2 separate regions of the Gossypium arboreum genome follow, and region 1 is linked to region 2. Evidence: chromatin contacts called from public Hi-C data. All regions are on one chromosome and are shown on one strand. The core of a region is the stretch at or near the end of the contact, and the rest is flanking DNA. Distances in the headings are between cores, read along the strand shown.

Region 1 (6,914 bases), core at 2,236-4,735, 370 kb before region 2:
CATCATACAAAGAAGTCATCTTGGTGACAGAAGCACTCTAGTAATGTTTTGGAAAAATTAGAGTATACCCGTTTGGGTTTATAGAAATAGGCGAAAAACATCAAAGGAGATCCTAAAAGGAGATCAAATTTTCTGAGAGGTAGATTGGCTGAACTTGATAGAAAGGATAGGGATGATGATATCCTTGTAGAGATCATTGATGTGAAGTTAGAATTAAACTGAGAGATAGAGAAGGAGGAGATGTATTGGGAACAAAGAGCAAGATCGAATTGGTTGAGTTAAGAGGATAAAAATACGACTTTTTTTCATAGTTAAGCATTTCAAAGATGTAGAATGAATAGAATAAGAGGGATGGAAGTTAACGAAGGAATTCTCAAAATAGAAGAAGAAGAAGATTAGAAAACATAATAAGAAACTACTTCGTGAAGCTTTTTGAATCTGAAGGAGTTGGCGATACAAATTACCTTCTTTCAGGTGTTAATTGCACTATCACTAAAAGCATGAATCAACTGTTGGTAGGAAATTATAAAGAGGAGGAAATACTTGAAGCAATAAATAGTATAGGGCCGACAAAAGCTTCTAGACCTAATGGATTTTTTGCCATCTTTCAAAAACTCTGGCATATCGTAGAGAGGGAGGTAGGTGATGTTTGTTTGGAAGTTCTTAACAAAGGAAAACCCTCAGATCTTTTAAACCATACGAATATTGTGCTAATCCCAAAGAACCCCCATCCGAAAAGTCCATCAGAATTTAAACCAATTAGCCTTTGTTCGATTTTTTATAAAATAATCTCAAAATCTATAACAAACAGGTTCCAAAAATTACTCAATTATTGTATTGATCTGACTTAAAGTGTCTTTGTACCGGTAGATTAATTACCGATAATGCCCTTCTTGCATACGAAATTCTACATTCTATGAGGAATAAAAGATTGGGAAAAAAAGTCTTACGGCTCTTAAGATTGATTTGACCAAAGCCTATAATCGGGTGGAGTAGGATTTCTTGAAGCAAATGATGGCTAAAATAAGATTTGATGAGTCTTGGATTCAGCTTATTATGAAATGCATCAGCATTGTTTCGTACTCGATCGTTTTGAACGAGAGGCCATGGAAGGTTTTTAATTCAGGAAGAGACCTAAGTCAAGGGGATCCTTTGAGCCCTTTTCTATTTTCTCATATGCAATGAGGGGCTGTCTACATTATTAAGACTTGCTAGTGAAGAAGGAATATTGAGAAGAGTAAAGGCGAGTAAAAGAAGCTCACAGATTATTCACCTCCTTTTTACGGATGATTGTGTTTTATTTGGGGAAGCAACTAAAAAAGGTACAGAAACTTTTGAAAAGGTTTTAAAGGAATATGAAGTATGCTCGGGGCAATGCATCAATTATGGAAAGTCGATAGTTTTCTTTAACTCAAATACAACTGAAATAATTCATTCAGCTATTTCAGATAGGCTAGGGGTCAAATGGAAAAACAATTTAGAGAAATATGTGGGCTTTCCAAATATGGTAGGTAGGAGGAAAAGGCTAGCATTCCAACACCTTAAAGACCGTATTAAAGTAAAAATTGACTATTGGAGTTCTCGATTACTATCGCAAGGGGAAAAGAAATTTTTATTAAAGCTGTGTTACAAGCAATTCCAACCTATACAATGGGATGCTTTTTATTACCGAAGTCAATATGTGAAGTTATGGAACAAATAATATCCAAGTTTTCGTGGAAAAAAAGGTTATGGGAAATGGGGGATACATTGGTGCTCATGGAATAACTTATACGAATCAAAGGAGTTTGGTGGTCTTAATTATCGTAATTTTGCAAAGTTTGATTTGGCCATCCTCGCAAAGCTAGGATGGAGATTGATTGAAAATCCTAAATCTTTTCTAGCACAAACGTTAAAAGCCAAATATTACCCGAATTCTGATTTTCTAAACTCAGAGCTAGGGAATTTACCTTTATATACTTGAAAAAGTATATGGGCTGCAAAAGGTCTTTTGCAAACAGGACTATGCTGGAGGGTGGGCAATGGATGGAATATTAGAGTTGAAGAAGATGTATGGGCTCCAAATGGAAAAAATTTGCATATTCAACAATTAGTCAGAAGCCAAAATATATTGAAGGTAGCAGACCTGATTGATGGCAACACTAGATCATGAAAAACAAAGCTAATTAAAGATACCTTTTCTGAAGAAGATGCTTAGAGAATTCTCCAAATCCCGATAGCTTACTCTCCACAGGATGATTTTTCTGGCTTGGAGAGGTGAATCAACAGGCGAGTACATGTAAGGAGTGGGTATAAATTATTATTACATGGTAATTCTATCAATAACAATAGAAACAACCCGAATGAAAATAGGAAATGCTACAAAAAAATAGTGGAATAGTGATCTCCCCTCAAAATTAATAATTATAGCTTGGAGAGCCACTCTAAACTACCTTCCTACATTAGCAAATCTAAGAACTAAAAGGTTAATTATTAATGAATCCGTCTGCCCGAGGTGTCTGCAAGGAGTGGAGAATAGAGAACACGTCTTCCGCGAATGTGTTGTCTTAAAGGAAACATGGGATAACTTAAAATTTGTCTGGCCTGAGGATACATCTACTATGGAATTCATGGAATGGTTTACCTGGATTGTATTAAACAGTAATACTGATATCTGCCAAACTTTTATTTGCACCATCTGGGTTATCTGGTCTGCTAGGAACAAATAGATTCACAAAGGTCAAAAAATATCAGGTGCAGAAACAACAAAATTTACTTTAAAGTACTTACAAGATCTAAACAACATTAATCGAAAAAAGCTTGCCTTTAGTCCAATAGTTGCAAAATGGAGGCCTCTGGAGAAGGGTTTCTGCAAAATCAATTTTGACGCAACAGTTGACCTCAAAATGCAAAGATCATGTTTGGGACTCATAGTCAGAGATTGGAGTGGGGAAATCTTAGCCACAAAAACCATAACTCATGAGAATATACCTTTAGGGTTTGTAGCCAAAGCCGTTGCATGTTTACAGACGGTTATACTAGGCAGGGATTTGGGATTAAAATTTGTCGATATTGAAGGGGACTCCTTGACAGTGATAAAAAAAGCCCAAAACAAAAGCAGGGATAAATCGATAATAGGTGCATACATTCAAGACATTCAAAAACTGAGTAAGATTTTCTGAGAGCAAGTTTCATTATATAAGACGAAAAGCAAATGAGAAAGAGCACGATCTGGCATCAAAAGGCTTAAAAATGGTAGGAAATGCTTACCTTGCTCACAAAACAGTTGATGAAGGAATCACAGAAGCAGAGATAGATCGGGGATGGGGATGAAGAATACCAAAAGGTTTATGATTTAGAGAAGAAAACTTAATTGCTACCAGTCTTTTGTTCTTCTCCAGAAGCTGTTAATGATGAATGAGATATTTTAGAGAGATTTCTAGAAAACACCAGCTCATTAATACTGGGTTGTCTCTTCATCTCATTTCTTATTTTATTTATTTTCTGCAAAGGACTGGCGGGCCACTTATGGTCATTGGGCCGTTTTAATGTTTTGAATTTTGTTTGGTTTTTTCTTTTAATAATACAACCCAGGTTCATTTAAAAAAAAAGAAAAAGTTACAATTAATGAAAGCATTCTAATGTGGCATAGTTAAAAAATTGTCATTTGCCATGTTAATTATTTCCCATGTGTTTTTATTGACTAAAGTTTAAATTGAATATTTTTTCAATCTAATTTCCTTTTAAAAATATATCAAAATTGAATATCAATTCATATAGGTTTAATATAACATTTGGTACCTGAATTTGACATTTTTTCTAATTTGGTACCTAAACTATTTTTGGTCCAATTTAGTACCTAAACTTGACACTTTTTCTTAAGTTGGTACTTAAACTTTTTTGGGGTCTAATTTGGTACCTAAACTTGACTATTTTTTCTAATTTGGTATCTAATCTTTTTTTTTTTTGATTTGGTACTTTTCAAATGTTTTACAAATGACTCCAATACACTAACAGTGTTATTTTTTTATGAGGTAGCAAAAATAATCAATGTATGACCGAAATGTGATAGATGATATGATTTTCTTTTGTATTATATATGTTCAGTTACTTTTAGTTTTCTTATTTAATTAATTATTTTATTAATTGAAAATAATAAATTTCTTTTAATTTGGGGTTTTAAAATTTTTTCTTATTTAATATTAATTAGTTAAGCATAACTCAATACCTATTTTTTAACATAAATTTCCTCTAATACTAACAATATTTTTGTAGCATAACAAAAAAAAAAACACTGTTAGTGTTTTGCGTAATTTGTATAAAATTTAATAAATTTAGGTACCAAATTGAACCTAAAAAAAGTTTAGGTACAGAAAAAAATGTCAAGTTCAGGTACCAGATTGGGCTCAAAAAAAAGATTAGATACCAAATTAGGAAAAGTGTCAAGTTTAGGTACCAAATGTAATATTAAACCATTCATATAACAAAGATCATATATATCAATAATTTTGCTATAATTAATATGTCATAGATTACGAAAAAAATATAAATTTAAATATACTTAGTTCGTTTCACTTTTTCTTAATATTAAGTCCTTATATACAGCTTTTAATATCCAATATTGGAAAATATAAATATGTGCTTCAAGTTCGTAAAATTTAAATTTTACACATTCATTTGTACACTCATTTTAATTATTGAAATTTGAATTTCATATATAATATATATTAGATATTTCTTTAGAAAGATATTAAACATATTATTGAAATCATATTTTGTTATACAACTTTTCTTTATGCATTTTTTAATAACTTAATTTACATAGTGTTTTTTCCTTTTTTAATCTTTAAATATATTCTAACTCCTTTTTAAGAGTAAAGCTAAAATTATAATTTGTAATATCAAACCATTCAAGTTTATTTTAAATATTAAATTTTTGGTCTTATTCGTATTGACTATAATTTAAATTATTATCGTTATAAAAATTAAATCTTGAGATTATTTTTACTTTTTCAATAACATTATTGGTTAATACTGGTGGAATCTTAGAAATCCCAGCCTTACGGATCAACATCATAGATCTTTTAATCTTTGCCTTAGCATCTTTATTTTCACAACTTTAATTGTTTCTTTGATTGTTTCGTACATTTTATTCATCATTATTCTCCTAATTTGTCATTACAGTTTTATTACTGCTTTTGCCTTAGCATCAATCTCGCTTTACCATAATAGCTTACCAAATTAAACCTATCTAATCCATGTGGAGTCGATCTCACTTATCACTTTATTACTTGATTCGACTTGTACACTTGTACAATTCGCTTAGCATATTCACACGCAATAAGTTTTTGGCGTTGTTGCTGGGGATTGGCAATTTAGTGAAATTTGGTTTGGTTATTTTATTTATTTCCATTCAGTTGTATTTAATTTTTATAGGTTTGTTATCAGTGCATGAGTAGAGGCATTCCTACTAATGAAGAATATCCTTTTGACCCTGAGATCGAAAGAACTTTGAGAAAAATGAGAAGATAAGTGTGTAGCATGGCTAGGGACAGGAATGATCCTGGTCTGAATGATCCATTAAATCCAAATGGTCAGGATGTTGATCTTTCTATTCATCACGTGATAGACGACCGAGACAGGCCAATTAGTGAACATGTTGTGCTAATTTTGGGTGATTTGAATTTAGGGATAGTTAAACCACACATTCAAGCTCAGCATTTTGAGTTGAAATCGATGATGTTTCAGATGTTCCAAACACTGGGACAGTTTAGTGGGTTGCCTACTGCAAATCCACGATTGCATTTAAGACTTTTCCTAGAATTCTATGACTCGTTTAGACAACAGGGTGTTCCTGAAGATGCCCAGAGACTTAAATTGTTTCCATATTCCTTGAGAGACCGAGCAAGAGCATGGTTGAATGTTTTGCCATCGAGGACAGTGGCATCATAGAATGATCTTTGCCAAAGGTTTTTGTTATGGTATAATCTGCCAAACATGAATGTCAAGCTTAGACATAACATCATGTCTTTTCGAAAAATAGAGGATGAAACGTTATATGAAGCTTGAGAAAGATTTAAAGCTTGAGAAAGATTTAAAGAACTACTTTGAAAATGTAACACCCCTTACCCGTATCTGACGCCAGGATAGGGTTTGATGAATTACCGGAATTAAACGTAAACAAGCATACAAATCTAAACCATAAAACTTCATCCAATTTGAAACCTTTCAATCACATGCAATTTTTCCCTTAAAAGGGCCTACAAGGCCCAAAACATACACAGGGAGCGGTTTGGGACTACATCGAGAACTTTTAGAACCTTTTTGACACGTAGAAAATTTTTCTTATTTTAGAGAGTCACACGCCCGTGTGGGTAGGCTATGTGATCACACATGCCTGTGTGGCTTGGGACACGCCCGTGTCCTCAGTCTGTGTAACTCTCTGACTATGACGTCATCAACCAAAATAAGGTCACATGGCCAAGTCACACGTCTGTATGCTCAGACCGTGTGGCGAATTAAATTCCAAAATCAGGTGTAAACTTCACACGGCTTGGGCACACGCCCATATCCTAAGGCAGTGCCCTTCACACGGTAGAGACACACACCCGTGTCTTTGACCGTGTGTTTACTACTGGGCAATCTTTTTTGCATTAATTAAAGTGCAGGGGACACATGGCCAGCTCACACGCCCATTGGCAAATTGTGTGTCCACACGGCTTAGACACACAAGCTGTGTGGACAACTTTAAGGCTATTTTCCAAGCCATTTGACACCCTTAAATGCTCATTCACTCATTCCTCTTTGATGGCATGCAACATAGTATGATTAGTTACTCAAATACTCATAAACCTGATTAACCCATGCTTTTGTAATGTCAAAATACCTCCTATCCAAACCATCATGCTTTCATATGGCATTCCACACCAATTTCA
Region 2 (6,864 bases), core at 4,262-6,761:
AAGTGAGTATTTTTATTTAAAATTGTGACATAAACAAAATTAACAAAAAAATTAACAATGTCAACAATTGGACTTAATTTTCAAATTTGAAAAGTAAAGGGACTAAAATTATTGAAAATAAAAGTACAAAGACTAAATTACAAATCATGAAGTACACATAAACTTATGACATATTTTAACTTTTATACTACAAAACATTTATTATTAATATATTTATAATTGTAATAAATATTTATTATTAAAATATCAATATTGAATATTTTCAATAATATGTGAATAATATTATTTAAAATTATTATTTTTAAAATTTATTATTAAAATAAAATTGAACTATTAAATAATTTATTAAAATAATAAATTATATTTATTATATTAATAATTTATTATATGACTAAATATAAATAATTAAATATGTATGTTTAATAATATTGAAAAATATAATATTTTAAATATTTTTAAAAATAAAATAAAATTTATTATCAATATAATAATATTAAGCTTGATTTAAGTTAATTTTATAAAAATAAAATTATCTATAGATGAGCTCTTTTCCAAAAAATGACTTACGCTTTTCAAAAGGATAAGTCATTTTACAGAAAAATGGCTTATTTTATCTTAACCTGTAAGTCATTTTCCGTTGACCAAACTATTTTCTGTGAAACAAACACAGGAAAATGCAGAAAACATTTTCAATAAAAACTTTTACATATAAACAAACGGACCCTAAATGAAATCTGAACAATCATAAATTTCATAGGTTTATCAACACAAATTTACATACTAATATATTTTTAGCCAAATACATAATTTAATTATAAAATCTACTATAGCAACATAAAGAAATCAATAAATATTCATTTTCATGAACAAATAAGATGTTTGAAACCATAAGTAATACATGGAACCAAAACTTAAAATAAAATCATCTCAAATATTTAAACCATTTATCAAATTAATTTAATATCTAAAGATACTATTATTGAGAAAAGTGTAAAGATAGATATCTAATTAAGTTGGTGTACCTTTCTTGTTTAACGAAGTTTTGATGGTTTTATCAACAAGTAAGCAAATTTAAATTCCAATAGTAGACCTTAAATCCAATCAAAATTTATCAATAGCAAACTTTGAGAATGGATATTATTTCACAATTTCATATAGATAATAGTATCAAATCCTTCACCATCCTTAATAACATAAAAATAAAATAAGTTAATCAAAATAATTATAATTGATCATGAATTAGCCAAAAATAATCAAATATGAAGCATTAAATAAAAGAAATTTCCTGCAAAAACTTTGCATCTTGTCATCTAATATCTTGAAAATCATAGAGAATAAATTTGATCGTTGATAAAAGGTTTTATCACTTTGAGCAAGATTGTGCTGATAATGTGTTGTAAAATAAAGAGAGATAGAGAGAGTAAAAAACAAAGAAAATATGAGAAGAAATAGAGAATGTATTTTTTTGATTAATGGGATGATTACAGTGCTTCTTCAAAATTTCTATTTATAGGCATAAAAAGTATAAATGAAGTAGAGATCTAATTCTATAGATTATTAGAATTGAAATCTTGATCTTGATGGACATCCACTTAATAAGATAATAATAATAATAATAATAATAATAATAATAATAATAACTTTTCAAAACAACTTAGTCTAAGAAATTTTGATCCAAAATCAATTTTTTTCAATAATGGCGAAAAGTGAGTATTACAATTTTCGTCCTCCAACTTGGTCCATAAGTTTTTTTTTTATTTCTCAATGTATCTATTGGAGCGAGCCCAGTAACTAATACTAGCCACGAGTTTTAAAGCTGCTCCATACCCAAGACGAGGATCAAGCCCTTGACCACTGGTTAAGGTAGGAGAGACACTTGCTGTAACACCCCTAACCCAAATCCGTCACCGGACTAGGGTTATGAAGTATTATCAATCATATCACAGTTCATACAAATATGCATTACATTTTACAACTCAAAATTATAACCACATCAATACTCATATCATTTTCAAATATCAAATCTTAAACTTCATATCGTTCATTTGATAACATAATTAAAACATAATTCAGCATATACCAAACAAATTAAATATTTACATATAGAACGTATAACAAATCAACAATTTCATTAATCGAATATCAAGCCCATTCTTATAATAGTCTTGCACGTGCACAAATTGTAATTCAAATAAAATAAATTTCAATACCAACTTGTCATTCATTTATGGACATTTCCTAATTAGTCAATATGAGTTTTCACATTCCGTATATTAATACACATTAATACTCAAATTCATAAGTAAAACCAACTTTGCCGAAAGTCAAGTGTTAAACTCATTTTTTTATTTTCCTTATCTATTCGGCTAACTTAGTTCTTTTGCACCTATTAGTAAATTTACAAGTAATTAACAATTTTGTATAGTCATACACATGTACATACCAACCACAATATAAGCGCACACACACACACACATATATATATATATATATATATATATGTAACAACATATAAGAGCTCAACTAACATATCATGACCGAATACCAAGATACACATATCCTTTTTCATTGATTCAATCCCCTCATATGAATCTAAGTCTCAATATGTTTTATTTACCATGACAAACAAATTAAGTGTTATTCATATCATTAAATTAGTCCATAAGTAAACAACGAATACACATCATGCATATGTCTTGACTTTTACCTAATTAACACATGATGTACTTTAGCTCAAAAACACATAATAAGCTTCAAAAACATCATATAATTTGGATACACTCTCGATATAAGCTCAGACCAAGATCAAACATATATAACATAACCAATTCATCCATACCACCTCCAAATACAAGCACATAACACAAATTATAATCAACCGTGGCACACGGCATGATAATCAAAATAGAATTAAACCATAATTTAACCAAAATCGAACTCAAGCATAGAAATTAAACCATTTTCACATGGCTCCCATTATACATAGACCAAAATAACACATTCCAAAACATAATCCAGCCTATACATGCCATAGGTTCGAAAGTTCGCTATTTAAAATACCGAAGGCAGTCAATAGTATGATAGACTTGGCTGACGATTCCCGAGCTCGTAATTCGAATCCAAAATCTATAAAACAGAAACACACATATACACAGAGTAAGCTTTTATAGCTTAGTAAGTCATAAACAAATAAACAACCCTATGATATAATCAACTCATTTTAACTAACCGAATTACATTATCATTACCATGCCTAATCTCAATTTTACAAATTTCATAAATAATACACTTTCACACACATTTCCTACTTTAAGGCTCACATAATCAAATTTACCAAAGGTCATTCAACTTTCAAAGTCATAATGTCATTATTTAATCAATTATTCATATACTCATATAAACAAGCTCAAGAATCATAATATTACATTATGTACATATACTTCTTATTTGGCCGAATATACATGGTCATTTTTACTTATTTCTAAGAATCAATTCCATAAGATTTATATCATTTATTCATAAGGCCGAATACTCTTACTAAATTCACATGTATTTCTCATTTGCATCACACATAATTTGTAACAAGTATCAAGTCACATACTTACCTTATTTCAATAGATAACAAGCTAATTCATACTTGGCCATTTAGCACGTTTTACACATTTGATCACAACTTATGTTTGCCCGTTGAACCATTCGGAATTGGATAGGACACTCAGATTATCACACATATATTGTACAATGCCAACGTCCCAGACGTGGTCTTACATGTTATTAGATATCGATGCCACTGTCCTAAACAGGGTCTTACTCGCACACATATATCGGAATCACATATCGATGCCATGGTCTTACTCGCACATCACCTATCGGAATCCTATGTCATGACATATGTATCCTAGTTATTCCTAAGGTTCACACGGGGCTTTCAGACGTCATAACTCGGTCGAAACAAATTCAAAAATATAGTAACCAAGCTTGTATACAATCGGCTATTGTAGATATAATTTCACATATTTCATTTCAGCATATATAATTTGCTTTTAATTAAAATTAAGTATGTCTATTTCCTTATAAACTTACCTCGGACGATGTAAAACAGAGTGGGACGACTAGTCGACAACTTTTATTTTTCCCCGATCCAAATCTGATTTCTTTGATTCTTGATCTTGATTGAGCTTAAGAGATGACCAAACCCTAGCTTCTATTATTTCTTTTCTTTTTGTTAAGTTTCGGCAAGAAGAAGAAGTATGAAAAGCTTATTTTAATTATCATATAATATAACATATATACTAACATATTATTATTTCATATTTTACCATTTTAACCTTTTATAATTAATAGCTAAAACATATATAATAAGGGTACAACCGGCCATCACTAAGTCCGATGGTCTATTTGCAAATTAAATGCTTCAATTTTCAAATCCAATAACAATTCGGTCCTTATACAATAAACTATCAAGTTTTCAATTTACTCGATTAAGTCCTTTTATTTAATTGGGCACTCAAACAACAAAATTAAATCACAAAAATTTCACAGATATAAATTCACACATAATAAACACAGAAAATAATTTTAAAATATTTTTTTGACTCGGATTCGTGGTCCCGAAACCACCGTTCTGACTAGGGTCTAAATTAGGCTGTTACACTTGCCATCTCACCTAACTCCCGTGGTTGGTCCATCAGTTATTTTACTGCTAGTATATCACATTTAGTTTTGATATCTTTCCCCGATGTCGTATTTAACTAATCAATAATTTACATTTAACTGACACTCGTACTCAGAATTTTTTTTACTTAGCTACTTTGTTACGAGTTATGGCATAAAAAATTTTGAGGTGTTACAATAATATTATTGACTGAGTTGGTGTCACAAGTCAACTTGACGCTAACTCAGGATTGATGATAACAACATAACAACACCATGATAAATAATTGTAATATGCTTAAGTATTTAAATTTTAATTTACTCACAATTTAATCTCTTTTTTCATTTTAGTATTGTATGCATTTCATGTGTTATTATTAGTTAATTTTAAACCATACGTTTAATTATTTATTGTATGTTATTTTTAAACACACTTCTATGTTTTAAATATGTAATTTCTACATATATATGCGTGTTATAGAATTTTCTAGTATTCATAATATTGTTGATTGAGTTTTAAGTTGATATCATAGGTCAATTCGACGCTAATGATAAATAATCATAGTACATTTAGTACTATTAATATGATGCATTCACATGTTTAAATTTTATTTTACTCACAAATTAATCTATTTTTATTTTAATACCATACATATTTGATGTATTATTATATTTAGTTTCAATTTTTTTTTGGTGAATAGAATGATTATTTCATGTTGTGAATTAAAGTTGCGAGAAATTGAAATCCAAGCGGTAATATGTGAATTTGGTAAGATTTTAATTGGAGAGTGAAATCATTACATTTTACAAAGAGGCAGTCCAATCCATAAATCCGGCCCAATACCTTTATAATTCTCAATACGAAATTCCACAACCAAGTTACGCAACGCAGCGTTTTTAGGGGTCGATGGCCGCACTAGCTCAACCTGCGTGTTCCTTTCCCACATTCCTTGGTTGCTTCCGCCCTTCCCCGAGAAGCTTTTCTAATATTAGGGTTCATCCCTCTCGGAACCTTTCGACCTCAATGAGTCTACAAAGCTCCGAACCTGTCGCCACCAAAACCGATCCTCCGACCGACGACGATGTGCTGCTGCAGTACGTGGTGCTTCGGAGAGACTTAATAGACAAGTGGCCTTTGGGGAGCGTGGTGACGCAGGGATGCCATGCTTCGGTCAGTGCCATTTGGTCTCACAAGGAAGACCCCCACACCCTCCAGTATTGCAGCCCTGATAACATTGACTCTATGCACAAGGTAACCAATGTTCTTGTGTTTATTCTTCTTCTTCTTTTTCCCACCATGAATGATTTCTTTTACATTCAACAGAGCATAGTGTATTGCTTTGAAAAACCCTGTTTATGATTTTTGGTCAATTGGAGGCAATCCTCATTGTGGCACATTGTTTTCTCTTCTCATATTGGGTTTGTTGTAGACCTTCGATTTACTTGGAGTTTTATCCACCCAAACGTAATGAGAATTGATCATTTTTAAGTTACAAATAATCCCATAGCAGAACTGAGAAAAAAAGAGAGAGGCATTTATCCCATAAAACTATCCAACAACGGTGTTTAATGCAAGACAAACATTTTGGATATCTATCCAATTCTGTTCTTACACTGTCGTAAATATAGCATAACAATGAAAACCATGAGGTGTTAATTGTAGGGTGATTTGCTGCTGTATCTAGAGTTGTGGATGATGAGCTAAGTGGTGAGGTTTTGGAACATGTAGGTAACACTTGAGGTGAAGGGAGAAACCCAGATATTGAACTTGTCAGAAAAGCTGTTGGCGGCGGGTATTGCTCATAAACTGTGGATTGAACATCCTGAAAACTTCCCAACTTGCCTGGCTACAAAACCCTACCCCAAGTCCATGGTATCGCCGTTTTTCAAGAAATTGAAACTTTGCAAGTGATTGTTTGATGGTGGGTTCTAAATCATAATAATTTAGCTTGATTCTGTTGAAACCCTCTTTTGTTCTAAACTTATGATTCTTTTGACATATGTTCCCTGTACGAGTTTAAATTTTTATACAGTATTGAAGCAGCTAGAGCTATTTGCCTAGGACTCTCTCTGAACTCAAGAAGATTGGCTTGTTTTTAATAAATAAAAGATGAAATGCACACTCTAATTTGTGTAGTTTTAGTTCCGATTTGGATAGTCCTACTTGAATTTAATTCAGATTATAAATCACAAAACAGCATACAAGCGCAA

What was found. A called contact is a pair of places that touch in the nucleus more often than the background predicts.
Region 1: a contact with region 2 is called in a Hi-C map of leaf, with 4 times the contacts expected there. The contact joins the promoter of LOC108486492 here to the promoter of LOC108485501 in region 2. A contact is called at or near these places in 3 of 5 Hi-C or Micro-C datasets (all in leaf).

The regions. Positions count from the first base shown.
Region 1 is chr6:92,797,371-92,804,284 of ASM2569848v2, reverse strand. It overlaps LOC108486492, which reads right to left and starts at 3,485. Exons shown (of 3, transcript XM_017790570.2): 1 at 2,971-3,485; 2 at 2,804-2,848; 3 at 2,090-2,691. The coding sequence starts at 3,127. The coding sequence ends at 2,429. It overlaps LOC108485046, which reads left to right and starts at 5,521. Exons shown (of 1, transcript XM_017788906.1): 1 at 5,521-5,931. The coding sequence starts at 5,521. The coding sequence ends at 5,931.
Region 2 is chr6:92,433,157-92,440,020 of ASM2569848v2, reverse strand. LOC108485501 reads left to right here and starts at 5,511. Exons shown (of 2, transcript XM_017789353.2): 1 at 5,511-5,905; 2 at 6,383-6,789. The coding sequence starts at 5,561. The coding sequence ends at 6,565.